Linked DNA regions of Mus musculus: regions 1 and 3 are each linked to region 2. The links are chromatin contacts, called in public Hi-C maps. All regions are on one chromosome and are shown on one strand. The core of a region is the stretch at or near the end of the contact, and the rest is flanking DNA. Distances in the headings are between cores, read along the strand shown.

Region 1 (3,429 bases), core at 250-2,749, 89 kb after region 2:
GAGATTCAAGGACAGACATATAAAGATTTGTTGAATTGTCTGGTATTTCACTAATCATTCCGAAGATTTTCACAAGTCACAATATTCTGAGAAATTCTATTTGGGGGGAGAAAATGTCAGTGGAGGAAATGAAAGCAAATCACTGAATCCAGTACTTTCTTCATGGCCCCATCTTCTCAGTGCCATGAATCTCTCACAGGTGGGCCACCTGGCCAGCACCAGCATGAGAATTGATGTGCTGGATGCAGTTGGCCTCCATATCTCCCCATCTGAGGGTAGCACAAATCTTTCATGTCTAACGAGCAGTTTGATTGCTTGCTAATGTGTATATGCCACTTCTACAGATACAATTTTTCTTCATTTTTATACTTGATATGCCCACAGTTCTGATCTGTAAACATTCATATCATAGTAATGTTCTACAGGCTTTTGCTGTAGACTGTATCAAATAATAATCTACCCTTCATTATTTATTATTGATGTAAACGTCATAAACGTTTTCAGTGTAGATATGATTAATTTAGAACTAAGGTTTCAGAAATGTGTTGCGCAGGGTTTGGATCCTAAGTCACCCCTTCCTAAGTATATGTTGTGAGTACACCAAATTGAATAAAGTTATGTGCATAAGGCAAGGCTGTAGGACAAACCAACCAGCCAAGGTGGTAATTAATGTTAGCTCAATTTGTTATCTGCTATTGGATAAATCAACACTAATCTATGAAAGCATATCATTTCCCTCCACCTTCATATACATATACACATACACATACATTACATATACACATGCATATTACATATACATATACACGTATACATATACATACACATACATATATACATTACATTTACATATATATATACATATACACATACACATACACATACACATACACATACACATTACATATTCATATACATATACACATACACATACACATACACATTACATATACATATACAATATTACTATATATGTAGATGTGCACTTATAGCCCACCCTATCCTATCAATATTACCTTTATTCTGACTTCAAAATTATTATTTCTTTTACTTTTTCTATGATGACTTCCCAGGAGAAAAGGACCCTACAGCAAAAGCCAGTGAAACGTTCATTTAGTTTGAAAGTATTTCTGCTCTGTGGAACAGGCCTGCAGTGTCAGTTGAGAGAAGAGAAAACCTGAGGTTTTGGACCCACCTCTCCCTCTAGACTCTAGACCTCTCAACTTGACCTCAACCTTGGGATAAAAGATAAAGTTACGATTCCAGAAAGCAGAGCAGAAGGAGGCACTATGGACACAGACTTGATGTTCAGCAGAGATCTCCTGTGAAGGAGTGAGTAGGAGACAGACAGACAGACAGACAGAGCTCAGTGGTCCCGACAAAGAGCCACGGAACTCTGAGGTAGACATGGAGGAAGGAGGCAGGTCTGAGGACTTACACAGTGGCTGGCAAGAGACACTGTTCTGTCTGTGGAATTGCTGACTACAAAGCCTGAAGCCCGGTGCTGTCTTAGCTTGTTTTGTGCTGCTACAACAGAACATCATGGGTAATTTATAAGGAGGAGAAATGTATTTGGCTCATGTTTCTGAAAGCTGAATGTCCAAGGGCATAAGAGTCACATCTGTTCAGCATCTGGTGAGGACCCCCTGCTAAGTCATCCCATCGTGGAAGGCGAAAGAGTTGGAGAACAAGAGAGAATGGGGGGGGGGGCGGGCAACTCACTTCTATTTAGGTTTTTAATGCTTATTCTTTTCTTCCTTCCCTTCTTCCTTTTTTTTCTTTCTTTCACTTATTAGTTTACTTTTGAGACACAATATCTGTAGCCCAGGCTGGACTCAAAAACCCTCCCCATGTAGCCAGGATGACCTTGCATTTCTGAGCCTCCTGCTTCAACAGTCAAGAGCCAGTTATTCCAATAACTAACTAGCCTACTCCCCTATTAACTAACATTAGTCTATTCCCGAGGGCTCTCTCCTCATGACCTAATCACCTAGGGATTAGCTCAACCTCTAACGCTGTTGGACTGAGGATTTAGGCCTCTATTAGATGATGAACATGAACTTAAATGGGAATGCAATCAAGCTCTAGAAGGTACTATTGATCAAGATGGCGGGGTCAGTAGTTGAGCTCTTTTCGTAATGAGGTAATCTGCTTGAGGACATCTTGGTTCTTGGTTCCTTTCTTTCATTTTCCTTCAGTTTACTTATTCATTCATCAAAAGTCCCACATGCGCACTGGCAGTATGTCTGTCAATACTCTCCTAAGCTCTGCGATGCCAGGGGAGTAGGAAGTCCCATCCTGCCCTCAACTGGGTAGGGAGAAGGTGAACAGGCAATTACAAGAAAAGGTGAGTAGTGTGGATATTGAGGCCCACCAAGGACAACAAAGAAACATAGAGGAGGGGCATCTAACCAGACTGGGGGACGGGGTAGAGAAATGAGGTAATGTCTCAGTTGAGTCATGAAGGATGGGCAGGGTGAGCCAGGCAGAAGAATGGAGAAGGGCATTTCATGGAGAGAAGCCGCAGGTTCAAAGGCCCAGAGGCAAGGAATTGAACGGCATAAGTGTGATCTCTGCCAAGTTCTTAGTTATGACTGGAATATAGAATGCCAGGAGGGGTGGTGGCATGGTGATGTTAGAAGAGGGACACATGTATGCTGTTCTAAGGGAAGCTTTAAGTGTAAAGTGTAAGGTCCATTTTGAGAGTTAGGAAGATAAGAGTTAGCATCGCGGCATAGGGTCCAGACTAGAGCACAGTCAGTACTTGTAGACGAAATCATCCCAGCATCATCATTATAAGGGCTTAGACTTAAATGGCTATTGGGATAAAATGACATAGGTAGATTCCAATGAAGAAGGTGTCGTCAGCTACACTGGTAACCAGTTGGGTGCTGGGAGAGAATGGATACATAAGTATCAAGAATCTCTGGCTTAGAAAGTGAGAGGAGAACAGCAGTGTTCCGTTTAACTTTCCTAGTAGGAAAAGGAGTAATTAGGTATGTGTGGTCAGGTATTAATGTTATTAGGTATGTGTGGTCAGGAGTTAACAATTGATTTCTTGAGTTTTCATAATTATTAGTTGAAACTTTTGAAGCATTTTTAACCTCATAATTTTCTGCAGTGACAGTGAACATCTAAAGATGTCCTGGAATAAAATTAAGATGTGATCCCAGCTCTCAAACAGTTCAATAGTTTACAGCCTTGTTTGAGAAATAGTCACACTAACAGTTTGTAATACAAGTTGATTGTTCATATTTTTGGACTGTGTGTGTGTGTGTGTGTGTGTGAGAGAGAGAGAGAGAGAGAGAGAGAGAGAGAGAGAGAGTCTGTCTGTCTGTCTGTTTCTGGTGTCTGTGTCTCTTTTTGTATCTGTATCTCTCTGTGTGTCTGTCTCTCTGTGTGTATCTGTCTGTCTGTTGCTCTCTCTCT
Region 2 (3,824 bases), core at 238-2,737:
TGCATTAGGGCACTGGCTTCCTTCAGTACACGCCAAGACCTTCAGTGTCAAAAGTCAGTATTTATAGGAGCTGTCTGATCCAGAACGGGGGTGGCATGCCGTGCCAAGGCAACTCAAAGTAGATTCCTGTGTGTCATGGGGGCAGCAAGGATGACCTTTAGTGGCCTCAGTGATCCTATGGGTCTAATGTAGTGTAACAGAGCATATCTCTGCAGAGTCACCTTGCCTGGTTTCCCTACGTGTTTTCACCTCATAAATGTAGTGCCGTCTGGACGTTCCTGCACTAGTTTGGTTTAAGAAACTCCAGTGGCCCTGGACTCAGACTTCAGCTACTCAAGTTGTAGAGGACTTTGAATTTATTTATGGAACAATTACACACCTGAAAATACCAACGTGTAAGGAACTATATTCCAACCTTGCTAACAGGACTAGGTTCATGGGTGGGGGTGGGGGTAGGGGAAAGATCCAGGGTAGAAATCACAGGACAACACTCAGCTCTCCTAATGGAAGATTAACAAGGGGCCAGGAAGCTGCTCTGCCAGGTGGGGCGTGGCGATCACCCTCAGACGTTTGCCAGTGACCACAGTTTCTATCTGCGGGGCACTTCCTAGGGCCTTTGATCTTTTCCAGGATTCTGGCGAGGGCTCGTTTTCCTTTTAGATTATTTATTGTATCTGTTTTCACGAAGGCTTGGGGTCAGAAAGCCAGTTTGCTCGGGAGCTCACACCCTTTGGGGCAGTACTGTAAACTCCAGCCAGCTGCACAGATCTCTTGGGAAGGGAGGGGGTCTTTCCTCAGCTAGGGAGCTAAATGCTGGCTCCCGCATTGCCCCTACTCCCCAGTCCCGGCCTGGCCGCAAGCGCTCCCTTTATAGAGGACCTTCTCAGCCCCAAAGAAGTTAGACTTTGCCACAATAACCTGGACTTTTTTCTCTTTTTCGGGGGAGGGGGGGTGTCTAAAGTTGCCACCCACCACCAGAAGGGGACCTGGCCCCCAGGCACCAGTCCCTAATCTTCATTTGGCCTTTGCCTCTGAGTGGCCTAGCCTCAGCTCTCCATCTGTGCGCCTTAAATCCCATTTATCTTCTTAGCACCCAAGACTTGGCCAGCCCCGCCCTCCTCCTCCCTGCTTGAAAATTACAGCCCCTCCCTTGCGCTTCTTCCAAGAGTGCTCTACAGAGTAGAGAAACCTTTGAGGTATTAGGAAAAGTGGTTTAAACTGGGAGCAAGCCACCTAGAGGGGTATGGGGGAAGAAAGGTCCAGCCAGCGAAACCGAAGCACCAAACCAAAAGTTAAGGGTTAGGATCCAGCCGAGGACCCTGGGCCCGCAGTCTGAGTCAAGGAACACCGGGCGAGTGTCGAAGTCGGTCCCACCCCGGCCCCCAATCTAGGTCACCCGCGGGGAAGGGCTGAGCTGGGGGCTGTCGGCGCCGGAGGTGGGCGCGGAGTGAATTGATTCAGACCCTGCCCCTCGTTCTTCCACTAGATTGTAATTCCATCTCCTGCGGGTCGAGCCGCCCTCCCTCCGGCGGCCAGTGCGTCCCTCCCCTCGGCTCTCAGCGTCCACTCCCCAGCCCCGAAAAGCCTTGCCGCTGCGAGCCCGCTCCGCTCAAGCACGCCAGCTTCCCAACTGCTGCCTTGCCTCCTCGGACTCCCGAGTGGCTCCTGGTTCAGCTCCCTGGGTCTCCCACCTTCTCATCCTCGCGTCACTGGCGTTCCCCGCGTCCCCCAGGAGACGCCCTTTCCCTGCGCGCCCGGGACTTGGGGAAACTTTGCAGACGCCGTTGGTGAGATGGATTTAATCTCAACCTTCTCGCTCCATTTCTTGCTCCTGGCCTGCAGCCTCCCACCCGGCGCTGTGTCACTCCGAACGGCTCTGCGAAAATCAGGTAAAGCACTCAGTGCGCCCGGAGCCGGGGTGCCCGGAGCACCCCGGTCCCGGCCTTTGGTGGGGTTCGCAGAGCAGGCAGCCGCTCTCTGCTCACCAGCGTGGGCTCAGCCTGCCTAGCCTCTGCGCAGAGCTCAGCCGAGGCACGAGCCTCGCCCTCCCCCAGCCCAGGCAGTCCCAAGGATATTGTTTGTTAAAAGAAACGATTTGTTTTCCAGAGCTAGGAGGTGGTGGGTTCTGTGTGGAACCACGGACTGCGAAAAGTTGGGGGTTGGGGGGGTGGGCGGGCAGCTATAGCTCTGTCTCGGTTACACAGGACTGAGAGAGCGCAGAGGACTTTCAACAGCTCCTCCTGCTTCTTTGAACATCTTATTGGACTCATACTGCCTAGAGCCCAGCCATTTCCTGTTGAGTGTCTGAAGGTTTGCTGGGAGCCCCCTTTCCTGGCTCTGGTCCTGTCTAAGCACTGGGTACGGACCTGCACTTTCTCTGTTGTTGGGATTCTCTTGCAGCCCCGGGCTGTTTGTGCAGAAAGCAGCCCACAGTGGGTTAACCTGATCTCTTTTAGAACTCCTGTCTTAGCACTGCTGTCCAAACAAAGATATATATGCACTGTAGGCTAGCTAGTACAAAGGATCAGAGAGAAGGCAACACCACAAAAACTCACATTTCTTCTAGGTAAAAAGTATGTTTTTATCAACATTGATTTGGCTGTGTCATGAGGGAAAGTGGAACAGTTTAAATAATAAAGTTCCTAGCGTTGCTTCTGGGTAACGATTTTTATTCTTTGTTGGCCCGGACCATATTTAGAATTGTGAAAAAAAAATCTGCTTTTTCTTAGCTTACTTTACAAGTGGGGTTGTCTTATGGGATTAATTATGTCTTCTGAACAATGGAAAACAATCTAATTATTTTAATTCAGCCTGCAAAACTCACAGAAAGTGGAGTCTGCCCTCCCAAATGTTTCTACAAGAAAGTGGAGTCTGCCCTCCCAAATGTTTCTACAAGAAGGAAGCAAACCAGGAAAATTTATCAGAGTGCAAAGAAAATAATCTTGGCAGGTTCCCATCTGCATGTTCAAATATGTCTTACTGCTCCAGGATCAGTCTGGAGTTTGGGGCGGTTGCCTTCGATCCTAGGAGATATCTCAGTCTTCAGGCTCTGTCTGTGATCATCTGTGTCCCCTTACCTGATTTAACACTGAGGACCGTTCTCAGCTTCCACAACACATTCAGATTCAGAACGAATCTGTCAGCACACTGTCCAGTTCACTGGGGAGACAACGGCAGCCACCCAAGGTAGAATCATATTAAACTGTCTTCTTGCATCTTCATACACCTTCCAGAATCTCAATCATAGGAGCCTTTGAACTTTCTTGCTCAAGAAAACCATACTATGGTCGCTGGCCCTCTGTAGGTTTCTGCACACGAAACCATCTAACCACGTTTGAATAGCACATGCATACGTCTGTGGCTCTTAGCCTGTGTGACATATGCAGGGTTCTTTGAGGGTAGACTTCAATCCATTGAAGCAGGATGTAAAACCTGCTGTATATAATTGCATACATGTTTTCCCCCATTTGCCTCTTCATTTTGTATTGTTTTTGGTCCTTCCTCTTTAAAAACATTTCTGCCTGGTCCACTCAGCATCTTGTTCAGATATTCACATCAACAATAGCTCCTGTTGCTTTCTTTGCCTTTACTTGAAGTATTGGGATGGGTGGTTGGGAGCAGTGATTTTGAAAACTTGCTTTTAGATGTTTTTGGCCTCATCAAAGTAGAAGGACTATTTAGACCATCTTTAGCCTAAGAAAGGCTTTTTATTTTTTTTAAAGTTACTTCATAATTTTATCCAGACAATGGATTTTAGGTTGGAAAGCTGTTTGGATGAATATGACAGCTACTTCATAAACTTCAGGGCAAATTTTCCTTGTGGG
Region 3 (3,364 bases), core at 389-2,888, 65 kb after region 2:
GGGCCAAAGAATTGGTGTAGCGTTCTGCTGCTGTAAGTGGCACTTGGAGAAAGGATCAGTCTTGTGTTCTTATGAATTTTTTTAAAACTAATCTTTTGAAATCATGTATATAGTGTGTCTTCACCAGCTCCAGCTCCTGCCAGGACTACCCATCATATCTTCATGACCTCCTTCTTTAGCTTTTATTTAATTTTCGAGCACACTGAGTCTAATTACTTCTGTCCACCTGTGTGTGCCCGTGGAGTCATTCACTGGGTCATGAGAAACCCACCAGAAGGCATATGCCCAAGGAAATGTAATTCCCCGCACCCCTGGCTATCAATGACTCATAGCTCCTCCCCTGGGGGCGGTGCCTCAGGTGTCCCATCTATCCTTCGTGCTGATGGCTTTGTGGTGTTCATTTCCCTGGCTTGGACAGTCTGTTCCAGGTAGCCAGGCTTGTGTGGTGAGAAGGCTTCTGCCTGGGCAACCGGGGTTCCCTGCTGGGGTTGTGAGGGAGGGCAGAGAAAAATGGCATTTTTTTTCTCTTTGCTCATTTTAATTTTGAGCAATTTCTGATTTCTCCACGTGTGTGTTTCAGATAAATTTCAGACTTGTACAGTAGTGTTTCCGTGGAGCCTTCATTCAGCATCTTCTGATGTAAATGTCTTACGTTACCATGGTGATCAGTTATCTAAGAAATTAATGTTGATACGGTACTATTAACTACAGTAAGTTATTATTCAGATTTTACTCACTTTTCCCAGTACCTTTTTTTCCACTCAGGATCCAATCCTGGATCCCGCTGTGCCTTTTGATGTCATAGCTCTTTAGTGCTATCTATCCAGTCAGTGGCAGATGCTAGGTAAGCTTTTGTGTTGCAGAACATTGATGCTTTTTAAATGGGTTATTCTTTTCACGGTGACACTTAATTTAGGTTTGTCAGAAATGGCATACTCTCATCTCCTTTCATCTCACCATATCTGACACAAAGCTCAGCCTGGCTCAGCCCTGATGATGGCTTTAGTTCTATTGTAGAATGAGCCCTTGACTTCCCCAAGTTTATATGTTGACAGAGAATCCTCAAGTGATAACATTCGAAGGCAGGCCACTTGGAAGGCCATCGGGCCATGAGGGTAGAAGGCTTACAGCTGGCGTTAGTGTTCCTAGTGGGGATGGAAAATAAGCAATCTCCTTTCTGCCACGTAAGAAGAGGTGGGGCCTGAATCAAAACACAACCTTCCCAGACACCACGCATAACCATGAGAAACACGTTTCTGTTGTTTCTAACTTACCTACTTTATGATATTTTGTTATGATTGCTTTCGTGAACTATGACAATCTCCCATTTGTAGAGGGAAAGCTATCAGAAATTTTCATGGAAATGAAAAATCATGATGACATCAGTGTGTACACATTTCTGGTGAGATATGTTGGGGCTATGCAAACAAACTGTTTCTCTTGGCTCCTTCAGAAAGCCTTCACCTTAGACTGGCCTGCAGTAGTGACTTCTGGCATTCTAGTGGCCTTATTCTGCCTGCAGAGACCCTGCCTGTGGGCACAATAGCCTCAAAGACGCTTCGTCTAGTAGCAAGCCAGAGAAGGCAGCTTTTATGAGATGTAGGCCACTTCTCTGAGGTCATCAGAGGATGAAGGCTGTTCATAGGTCATGGACATAATCCTTTGTCTTTCCGAGGGATTCTTCCATGCCTGTAGCTTTGGGGACATAGGATGGTACGTGTCACTTTGGGTTTTCCCTGTGCTTCTCAATGCCTTCTTAGGAAAGGTCAGGCCTTGTTAAGAGTTCAAGTCCCAGAACTGAAATGGTAGAAAGGAAGAACCAACCCTTACAAGCTGCACACAAAAGAGAGAAGGAGGAAGGCAGAGAAAGAGAGAGGGAGGGAGAGGAGGAGAGGGAGAAGGAAGGAGAGGGGAGCAGGGAGCAGGTGAGGAACAGGGAGAGGGACATGAGGAGACAGGTTACTAATACAGCTGAATGCTTTGTACTGAGAAGGATCTGAACCATAGTCCAGACTCAGTAAGTTGCTAGCATAGAGCAAAAGGCCTTTAGGCTCAAGTGTGATAGCATTTCCTGGGGTAGCGAGAGACTCCATGTTTGTCTGCAGTGGGGTATGATACCATAGCAGCTAGAAGAGCAGATTCATGTTCATGGTTAGCTCAGGGATGCGAGTGCATATGGGAAGAAGGCCAGTTAAGGTCCCAGACACAGTTGCAAAGAGAACATGAGTTTACTCTGTTGCTTACTTAGCCTACGGTGTCTATTTTGTGCCAGCTGTTATAAGCATGTGGCATTAAGGGACATCAGAGAGGTCACAAATGTTGCTGACCTTGTGGGGCTTACATCCTATGAGTATTAGGAGTGGCAGAGAGATCCCATCTGGAACAGAAAAGAGAGGAGCACTTGACAGTGTGCCATGATGTCCTGGCTATGTGTTACATAGGAGGAGGGAGAGCTGTAATATGCTGTGATGTCCTGGCTATGTGGTACATGGGAGGAGGGAGAGCTATAACAGGAAAAGATGCTGGCTCTAGCCTTCTATCCTGGAGTATTGGGCACTTGGTGTGAGACACTGAGGAAAAAATATCTAAGAAATTTAAGTACATTTGGAATTTTGTGTTGGGATGCATTCCTAATTATTCTGGGGATGTGCTTGGCCCCCTGGCCATAGGTTGAACTTGCCTGCCAGTAAAGCTTCTCTACTCCATTCTTGCCAGATGCCATTGGTAAATAGGTTTAGGACTTCAGGGAAGGACAGGAGTGGGACTTACAGGCATTTATGATGCCTGTGGAATGTGTGTGTGCTTCTGTGTACATATGTGCTTGTGTGCCCGTGTGCGTGTGTGTGTGTGTGTGTGTGTGTGTGTGTGTGTGTGTGTGTACCCATGTGTATGGTGATACTAGTTGTGGTGGAGTTGTGCAACCTTCTTGCTTGCTTTCTTAGACAAGTGAGAAGCTCGACCCCAATTCCCATTTGCAGGGACGTACCCACGCACACTACCCCATGGATGCCTCACTCCGTATCCCAACCCTGCCAACTGATACTCCAGAAGGGTGGCCTGCATTCTGTAGACTGTAAGAGTGGACTTCAAAAGCAGGGGTGGGGCTGACTGTGACAGGAATGGACTGCCCCACAAAGAGACCCACAGGGTTCTGGAAGACGAGACCTCTTTCAATCCGGTGTCTGGGCATTTCCTAAATCCTGACTTGAGTCAAACAACCATTCCTCTGTGCTTTCAAGCCAAGCTCTTGCTGCTGCCTTGCAGGTATTGATTGACTTGGAAGCATCTTCAGCGGGGGAGATTCAGTCGCATCCTTACAATGCTACTTTAGTAACAATAATAGAGCATGCTACAAAAGGCACAA

What was found. Hi-C and Micro-C count contacts between places; a contact is called where the count stands out from the background.
Region 1: a Hi-C map of uterus shows a contact between it and region 2. The contact joins the enhancer-like site here to the promoter of Egflam in region 2. A contact is called at or near these places in 1 of 39 promoter capture datasets (frontonasal cranial neural crest), 6 of 484 Hi-C or Micro-C datasets (embryonic stem cells, rod photoreceptor and uterus), 1 of 115 datasets of contacts at active chromatin or transcription factors (neural progenitor cells) and 1 of 9 other capture datasets (adipose tissue).
Region 3: a Hi-C map of rod photoreceptor shows a contact between it and region 2, with 1.8 times the contacts expected there. The contact joins the enhancer-like site here to the promoter of Egflam in region 2. A contact is called at or near these places in 1 of 15 datasets of contacts at CTCF or cohesin (the NIH/3T3 cell line), 3 of 484 Hi-C or Micro-C datasets (rod photoreceptor and uterus), 1 of 115 datasets of contacts at active chromatin or transcription factors (embryonic stem cells) and 2 of 9 other capture datasets (adipose tissue and embryonic stem cells).

The regions. Positions count from the first base shown.
Region 1 is chr15:7,307,086-7,310,514 of GRCm38.p6, reverse strand. The region is part of intron 3 of Egflam (EGF-like, fibronectin type III and laminin G domains); the gene reads left to right. Among named protein-coding and RNA genes, the nearest start is that of Egflam, 90 kb to the left of the region's middle. Within about 2 kb of position 1,499, at least 4 of the 459 cell types and tissues checked have an H3K27ac peak or open chromatin away from gene starts, as enhancers often do. A contact at or near this core is called in uterus, where this site is marked.
Region 2 is chr15:7,396,053-7,399,876 of GRCm38.p6, reverse strand. Egflam (EGF-like, fibronectin type III and laminin G domains) reads left to right here and starts at 1,487. Exons shown (of 22, transcript NM_178748.6): 1 at 1,487-1,889. The coding sequence starts at 1,793.
Region 3 is chr15:7,332,130-7,335,493 of GRCm38.p6, reverse strand. The region is part of intron 1 of Egflam (EGF-like, fibronectin type III and laminin G domains); the gene reads left to right. Among named protein-coding and RNA genes, the nearest start is that of Egflam, 65 kb to the left of the region's middle. Within about 2 kb of position 1,638, at least 1 of the 459 cell types and tissues checked has an H3K27ac peak or open chromatin away from gene starts, as enhancers often do. A contact at or near this core is called in rod photoreceptor, where this site is marked.